Regions from separate parts of the Sus scrofa genome. Here region 1 is linked to region 2. Evidence: chromatin contacts called from public HiChIP or PLAC-seq data. All regions are on one chromosome and are shown on one strand. Each heading gives the region's core, a stretch centred on a gene start, on an enhancer-like site or on the middle of the called end of the contact. The rest is flanking DNA. Distances are from core to core; before and after follow the strand shown.

Region 1 (4,268 bases), core at 917-3,416, 63 kb after region 2:
TGCTATTTCTGTAGCCTAGGTTACAAGACCGCAGGTGTTGATGCTCTACTAGCCCCTCTGAGCAAAGCCCAAGCGAGAATTGTTCCTCCCTGGTTGGCAGCGTGTGCTGAGCACGTCTGGTCTTGGGCACAGAGGATGGAGACCCCAGGCTCAGGCCGGGGTCATTTCTCAGGGACATCCTTTCCTTGTTCTCCACCAGCCTAGCACTTAAGCACTTGGGGTTGCGTTTTCATTTCCACGTTGGGTTTCCTGACTTAACCCCTGAACTGTCTTCTGCAGTTGTCTTCCCACCAGCTCAACGACAACCAGATGGCCCCTTGAGGCCACAGGAAAAGGCAGATCACAGAGCTGGAGGACACTGTGCTGGGATCCCTTCATTCCAGAGATGAAGAAATCAAGCCCCAGAAGAAACAAAGAGATTCATCCCGAAGGATGAAGAACGAAGTCTGTTGCCCTAGATGAACTGTCTTGGATTCCTTTCAGTAATATAGTAACTTGTAACTTAAACAACCACTTGCACCCAACTTGGTGGGGACAGAGCAGGCATAATCTATGCTACTTCCTTTCCTTGCAAAGTAGTCAGCACTGTGCTAAGCCTTGAGAAGGATAAGTGGAAAAGTACCACAGACTCTTGCCCTCAAAAAGTTATAAAACCTTGAAGGTAACAACACATGCACCTTAGGCATAGAAACAATACAAATAAATGCAAAGCGGGGTGCAAGAAGATGCTTAATGGCATAGTACAATGAAAAGTGACATGTTCTCCCTCTTTATTCCTTTCACTCAATTAACTTACTGGTTTTGTCTTCATTTTGAGATCACCTCTTTCAGGAAGCCTTCCCTGGTTTGATGCAGGTTGGACTCTTAAGTGCCTGTGCACTTGTCTGGGTCCCCAAGAACCTCTGAGGATAGGTTCCCGGTCAGCCTTGGGTATCCCCACATTTAGTGCCTGAATCAGAGCCAGTGCTTAGTAAACATTTGGGGAAGAAAGAAGCTCCGTGTCAACTGAGAACCTTTTAGTCATCAAGTGGGATTGGAGATGGGCTCCAAAAGAATTTGAATCAAAGCAGAAGGGGGTCCAGAAATAAGGGGATAATACCTCCCCCATAGAAATGTCACCACAAGCAGTGCTGGTGAGAAGTCAGTGAGGAGCCTCCCTATGAATGAAGTAGTCATCTTTGATGAATAGGATCAGGAAAGTGCTGTTGGTATGTCAGATGAAGCCGGACTTGGACATCAGGGAGGCTAAGTGGATGATGGCAGGGTATGATGAAGGACGATGGGATGCCCTTTAAAAAAAGAGAATTAGATAAAACTCAAACCAGGAGAAAGCTGCAAACAGCAAACCACTCAATTCAGTTTTAGAATCTGATTTTGAGAAGCATCTTCCTACACTTGCAAAGAGCTTTCAGGTTTCCCTTTGGTAGCTGGATTTTTTCCCCCTTCTCAATGTTGACATGTTGACTCCTTCTCGACACCTGAAAAGACAGGCTGAGTTTCACCTTAGGAAAATGCAAAATAGTCAGCTGCAGTGAAGAAAAAAATGAATCGCAATCTCGATCACAGATTTCTTTGAAACAGTGTGTTAAAGTGAATTCTGAAAGGACCACTGACTCATTTTAGCCAGTGAGCCAGAGGTGAGGATTTAATGTGGTGACAGGGACCAAGGAAACCACTTCTCTGTGGGGAACTGATGGGTCTGACTCCTTTTACCTGAATGAATTTACCAAACAAACTGAGTATCATCTTTCACTTGGGGGCACCTGGTAGGCATTTACAAAAAGAAAGGAGTTCCGAGAAGAAGAACTATAATTATCGACAGCAGAGAGGGCTCAGTTTCTGCTCTCTTATGGCTCATCCACAGGGTTATCGAAATCAAGGAGCAAAATAATTTGTCTGGGAAGAGTGTGTGAAGGAGGAACAAAGAGTCCTAAAAAAACAATGGGAGTGGAATATAAAATATGCCCTTCCCCCATGCTGTGTAAAACACAGCCAACATTCATTGTCAACTCACACCATTCTAGCAAGATGTTAACTTGCAGGAAATGCCAGGAAAACAAGAGACTGGAAGAGAGAAGAGGTGTATTCCTATGGACATCTAGCTGCTAGGCAGTCCCTGACTGTTGCTTGTGGCATCTACTCCAAGCTAGAGCAGACTAGGCAGAAAAGTATGACTCATCACTAAGGAAGAGCCTCTGAGCAGACTCAGGATAGTTCTGCTACTCCCCAGGGGAAGGTCACCTGGAGGTTATAGGTTTGGAGACCTTAACAGTCTTGTGGGCTGAGACGTCACTGCACGCAAGGCAGCCAAGCCCCATGCAGATGAGGGTACATCACGTGACTGGCCTCACTAGGGGAGCCATCCCTCTCTTGGGGTACATCTGGGAGCAGATTTGAACTTCCAAGTGGCATCTCAAACAGCCCAAGTCCAGTGATTTTTCGGATCCATGTGACCACAAGAAGAATCTCTCCTAATGAGAGGTTCACTCTCTGGGACCAGGCAGGAGAGGTGGGGGGCAGAGACCTACTGCATTAGAAGCAAGCACTTTGTCACTCACACGCTGGAGCAGCTACAAGAAATGCCCATCTTCCTGTTCGCCACCAGCCTCTGGGAATCACCCCCTGCTATGGAGTGCAAGAGACAGCACGCAAACCTCTGGTTTCTCTGGTCCTAACTCCTTCGCATAAAGAATGATGTGAGCTTCTGATGCCCTGTGCTTCTCCTTCCCCTGCATCCTCAACATGGGCTTTGCTTGGCTTCTAGAGAGTGGTATCCTCAGCCCAGCACCAGCACAGGTGTGCCACCAAGATCAATGGTGATGGCTGGACTGGTGGCAAGAGGGGCACTACTTCACATTATCATCATTTGGATGAGGAAACTGAGGCCCTAAAACATCGATTTGCCCAGAGCCCTCAGTTGGTGAATCTACATCATTAGCTCCAGAGCCCAAGCTCTTAACCCAACTGATAACACCCCTTTGCCTAAGGTAGACTGGATGGATGAAGGATTTGGGTGTGTCAGAACCTTCCTGAAGAACATGCCCCCTCTCCTGATTTCAACAGCATCAGGCTCCTACCGTTGGGCTCTGTGCCTGCTTTGTGTTTGCCAAGCTCAACTGTGAGTTCAAGGTCATAACTGTTTACCCCTCCTCAAGAGCTCGTCACACCCAGTGTTCCCCGGTTTCATTTGTACACTGGGGCTCCAACTGTCAGTCCCCAGCCGGCACAGTGGTTTCACTTCCCTGGGCCCTAATTCATCCGTTTTTTAAAATAGGGATCTATCTACCAGGGTGGGTGTGAGAAGTAAGAAAAGGGGCAAAAATATAAAAGCCGCAGGAACCTCACCATGACACTGTTCATGCATTAGTGAACACTTCACAAACAAAAAGCCTTATAACCAGGTATTTGTAATTTTTTCATAGCAGTTTTCTGTCTCAACTCTGGCTGACATCAGAGTCACCTAGAGCATTTGTTAAAAGTGCAAATACCAAAGGCCCTGCCTCAGTCCTACCAAATCAGAAACACCAAGGTTGAGGCCCAGGGATCTGAATTTTATGTACTAGTAGTACTAATTAACTTACCTAGTCATCAAATTAGTAGTAGCACTAATTAGCTAGCCTGGTAGTCAAACTAGTACCTGGTAGTAGGACCTATTGTGTAGGGGCCTGGGCAGAAGCAGATGTTCACCCTTCCATAAGGTTCCATTAGGGATTCTTGCCTAGGATGGAACTAGAAGCTGCCTCCCAAATAATAGCCTTCTTACTTTGTTGGTTCTTGATCGGCTCCCTGCTGTAAGCCAAGTGGCACTGGTATACAGAGAAATATTCCTTCCATCCCATTCCATTCTGGTTATCTCCCAAACTCTTTCCCTGGCAGCCCAAGCAGGGGTAGTCTTCAGACACAGACAAAACTCTGCTCCCTCCAGACTGCTTTTTCTCTGCCAAACGAGAAGATCACTTTTAATAACCACAAAGTTTCACGAACCACCAGACAAAAGCTGATCATATCATTAGTGTCTGATGGTGAAGAACATGCTTAAACCATACACACAAAACCCCAAACCAAACAGAACTATGAATTCAAGACATTTTCAAATAAATTTGGCATTTTATTCAAGACAACACCATCCACATGCATTTGAAAGGTTGCAGCATATTATTTATTTGGTCGGAAGTAAAATTTGGGACTTGGGAATATTTGGACCCTTTAGAGTAACATCCCTGGAAGTCCATTGCCCAAAGATTGGGAATCAGTATGTGCTGCCCTGT
Region 2 (4,395 bases), core at 265-2,764:
GTGGTCATGCGAATCATGAAATGTTAAGTCCTTTCTATTTATTCATGTATTCACTGAACAAGCATTCATTGACCTGGGGACGCTCCATGTGGGATGTCATCCCTTCCTCAGGAATCAGGACACAGTCCACCTTCCCTATTCACAGCAGCCATGTTTAAGCTTGCACACGGTCTAAACCAAGAATGCGCCAGATGACTGTATAAGGCAGTTGTCCTATCCTTCAAAACCCACTTTGAAACTTACTGGCCAATTGTACCCCAAGGATTCCAATGAGGCCCACCTGGAATTGTGGGGAGGATCAAGAAAGTGCAGGCCCAAAAGCACTGTAAACTAGAAAACACTTTATAATGTACTACAACAATGGCCATCTCCTATCCAACTCTTAACAACTCTGAGGTTTGTTTGCTAGTTTGTTTTGGCGGTGGCATGAAAAGAAAAGATACTATCAGTGAAGCTGTGTAAATAACTTTAAAATTTCGAAAGCATTAAAAAATCCTGGAATATTCACTCCTTTTGTGTCTCCAGCACCAAGAGAAGAAACTAGTTTCAGAGAAGGAGTGGGATGAAAATTATGAGCACAATTTGAAGCAAGTAGTCCAGAGGAATGGATATGGGCATCTGAAATATAGTGATGGGCAGAGGTACTCAAAGCCTAGAGAATGGTCAAATTCTGCTCTGAATTTAAAAGAAGGAGAAGAGGAGGAGGAGGAAGGGGGGAGAAGAAAGAAGAAAAAGTAGATACTATAAACAGATCTCAAATCCAAACATTAATTTTGGGCAAGAATTGAGAACCAATTATAAGAACAATTGCTAACATATACCGGTTTGCCATACGCCAAATGCTAAGTATTTTCCATATATGAATTCACTTATGCCTTTGTGAGAACTCTATGATAAGAACTTAAATGAGTTAATAATGTATAGTTCGTAGAACAGCACCTGACACACAGTAAGTTCTCAACACACTGACATTATTATTATTAGCTTCATTTTCTAGGTGTGGAAACTGAGGTCAGAGAAGTGAATTGATTTGCCTAAATTTACTTAGTGAATTTAAGTGGTAGAGCTGAGCTGCCTGATTTTGAAGACTGGGAGAAAAACAACTCCAAGAACCCCTCTGTATTTAAATGTGTACCATTCTTTGAATGACTAATTCAATTCAACAAACATTTTGTAAGTTTCTGCTTGAGAAAGACTCCAAGTTCCAGGAGAAAGGGGATCTGGGTTTTATCCTTACTATCTTTGTATATAACTGACTGTTCTCTCTATAACTAGATGAACTGACTGTTCAGGCATTTGGAAGAATAAGAATTAAGACACAGTAGTACAGATGCTCACAGGTCCGTGGAAAAGGCACTGGCTTAAATAACCTAATGCCTGCCTGGCTGAGATGTACAGTACAACAGAAGGATGTGTTGGGAGGAACAGAAAAAATGAGAAACTATGGATCAGGGAGAAGTGATTTGAGAGAGCTGTCTATCTCAGAGAGTCAATGTTAGGAAGCTCTGAATCATAACCCTGGCAGGGAGGAGGCAGATGCCCTCTTGGTATAATAAGGCCAGGGCTATTATGAGGGTTATTAGTCCACTACAAATAGGGTTAAGGTTTTGTTGATAGGAAGAATACGAACTTCTCCTGTTGACCAGATGGGGGCTTTTGAGAAGAATTAATCCTAGAGGTTGTAAACTGTGTTTCAGTTTTTCGTTTGTTTGTTTGTTTTTGCTTTTTAGGGCCACACCTGCAGCATATGGAAGTTCCCAGGCTAGGGTTCTAATCAGTGCTGCAGCTGCCAGCCTATGCCACAGCCATAGCAACAGGAGATCTGAGCTACATTTGAGAGCTACACCGCAGCTCATGGCAACTCTGGATCCCCAACCCACAGAGCGAGGTCAGGGATTGAAACCACATCCTCATGGATACTAGTTGGGTTTGTTACTGCTGAGCCAAGACGGGAACTCCAGTGTTTCAGAACTTATATTTTGGGAGAAAGCCAACCCAGTCTGGAGTTAAAGCCCCATCATATTCCCACCCCCCCAAATCCTCCAGACCAGATCTCACCCTTGTTCAGCACCAGGGATTGAGGTGTCTAGAACAGGGATACAATGCCCTGTCTCCTCTGCCACCACCACCTCCCTCCCCACCCCAACTTGACCCCACAGAACTGTGGGAAAATCATATTTTAAGGAAATAAAAGGAAGAAAGCTGGGAGATTCAGTAAGCACTCCAAGCAGGAAGTCTTCCTGAGAGAGACTGATGGCCCACGCTGAGGGGACGTGATGTGGGGCCTCAACAGCACCCGTACAGGAGCAGTTATAATACCTCATTCTTAAGGACACTGGAGACATCAAGCGAGCTACTGCATAGCTGCCCAATTGTTGTTGTTGAACATAGCTACTGCAACCAAAACCATTTGGAAAGACATATTACATCTCACATGATAATAGCCAACCCAGTTCCTGTCTCTCTAATTTCCTATATAGAGAGGACAGTCCCTGACCTCAAGGGCCTTGCAACCTTGATAGGGAGATAAGGCTTGGGTACATGTGGCAATACAGGACCAGTGCCCCATGTTAAGTAATGATACTCTTACATAATTACCAGTAAGTGTTCTAATGTGCTTTTATTTACTAGGCACTATCATAAGGACTATAAGTGTGTGTGTGTGTGTGTGTGTGTGTGTGTGTGTGTGTGTTCGTTCAAGAGCCCAGTATGTTAGATACCCAATAACGGTAGTACCATTTTACCAATGAAGAAACTGAGGCACAAAGAGGTTATGTGACCTGCCCAGAGGCCACATGCTTAACCTCCATACTGCTAGTAACACTGATAGTGTTCCACGTTATTTGGCGCCTTTCCTGCAGTGAGCCCAACACTGATTCCAAGCATAGTGTCTTTTTCCATGTTTGATTCTCCTTCAAGGTGAGCTAGTTGCCTGACACTGTCTTCACTGTGTAAATAGCAGGGCAACTCAAGTTTGGCAGGATTATGTTTCAGAGCAGGATGGTGGCCAAGGCTCTAATCTAGACTCAAAGGAGCCATGACCAGCTGAGCTCCTGTCCACCAAAAAGTCAGTGAGGCGGGGTGGACAGTGCCCAGACCTAGAGCCAGGAACGCTGCATCCTGAGCCTAATCTGGCTAGGAGTTGAAGCACATGAACAAGCCATTTAGCCATTTAGACCCCATGATTCTCATCTACAACACATAAAGGGATGGGAGCAGCTCCTGCACCATCTCCCTTAAGCTCTAAATTCCTACTGCAGGATGACCTGCCTAAGCCCTTAGTCAACTCCCAACCCTCCTGGGAAAACAGCTCTAATGCAAAATCTGGAAATAAAAAGGGTTTTCCTAATCTTGTTTGCTATAAAGTTCTTTAACCAAAGAATTAAATGTCGATTGTTTAAGAAGCAGCAGGCAAACTCAAAGCCCCCATAAAGATATCTATAAAAATATTCATAGATGTCACGTCCCAGTGAATTTTAAGATGTATGCACTTGTAAAGCTATTTTCTGACTTTATACTTTGCACTTGGGCTAACCTGGCCTTCCATCTTATGTTCTGTAAGTCTCAGTGACTCGCTTTCTGTGACTGATGCGGCAGCCCCCTGCTTCTTCCACAGTGGTACTGTGTTGCTTCATTATCAATGCCACAATGCAGAATTGCCCCCCACCCTTCGGGTGACACATGTTTTGCTGCTATGACACAATCCTCCTTCCAGTGTGCAAAGTTTTCAATGGATCAAAGATCAGAACGTATTTCCTGAAAAGTCACCCTCCAGGCCCCAGTTTTCCAGAAATCTGTCCTTTGAAAATACCCATTGGACGACTTCAGTGCAAACAGAAAAATGCCTTTCTGCAGGCTCCGGGGAAAATATTTATGAAGGTGCCCCATCTAGTCAGTCCTCTCTTTGTCCCCACACAACGCTCCTCTACTCTCCAGGGAGGATCCTGTGAATTAAAAGGAAGCTCAGGCCCTAAGAGGAAAGCCCAGAAAAAGGGTATATGAATGGCACATTGTTACATTCTGCCAACTGGGCAGGCTCAAGCACTACAGCTCAACTTCATAATCTTCCCCCTTCCACGCCCCTTTTCTATTTTTTCCTTAAAGCAGGCAAGCCATCTGCAGGACTCTCCAAGCAGTTTAACAGTCATCTTGTAAGCCTCTAACATTTGGAAGGAAGCTGTCCACCATACACAAAGCACCACAGAGAAACAAAGAGCACAGATGCAGTTCCTGTCTCTCTAACCCCTGAGATAAAGAGAGAACAGTCTCTGACCTCAAGAGCCTTATGACCTTGATAGGGAGATAAGACTTGGGTACATGAAGCAATACAGGACCAGTGCCCCACATTAGGTAATACCCCACTCACATGCATATTAGCAAGTGTCCACAGGCAAA

Evidence for each region. HiChIP or PLAC-seq counts read pairs in DNA pulled down with a chosen protein or histone mark.
Region 1: an H3K27ac HiChIP or PLAC-seq map of alveolar macrophages shows a contact between it and region 2. The contact joins two enhancer-like sites. A contact is called at or near these places in 2 of 5 promoter capture datasets (fetal skeletal muscle and liver), 1 of 47 Hi-C or Micro-C datasets (blood) and 1 of 2 datasets of contacts at active chromatin or transcription factors (alveolar macrophages).

What each region holds. Positions count from the first base shown.
Region 1 is chr15:15,645,140-15,649,407 of Sscrofa11.1, forward strand. No RefSeq gene overlaps it. Among named protein-coding and RNA genes, the nearest start is that of CXCR4, 16 kb to the right of the region's middle. Within about 2 kb of position 2,167, at least 8 of the 83 cell types and tissues checked have an H3K27ac peak or open chromatin away from gene starts, as enhancers often do. A contact at or near this core is called in alveolar macrophages, where this site is marked.
Region 2 is chr15:15,582,922-15,587,316 of Sscrofa11.1, forward strand. The region is part of intron 2 of THSD7B (thrombospondin type-1 domain-containing protein 7B); the gene reads right to left. Among named protein-coding and RNA genes, the nearest start is that of THSD7B, 26 kb to the right of the region's middle. Within about 2 kb of position 1,515, at least 1 of the 83 cell types and tissues checked has an H3K27ac peak or open chromatin away from gene starts, as enhancers often do. A contact at or near this core is called in alveolar macrophages, where this site is marked.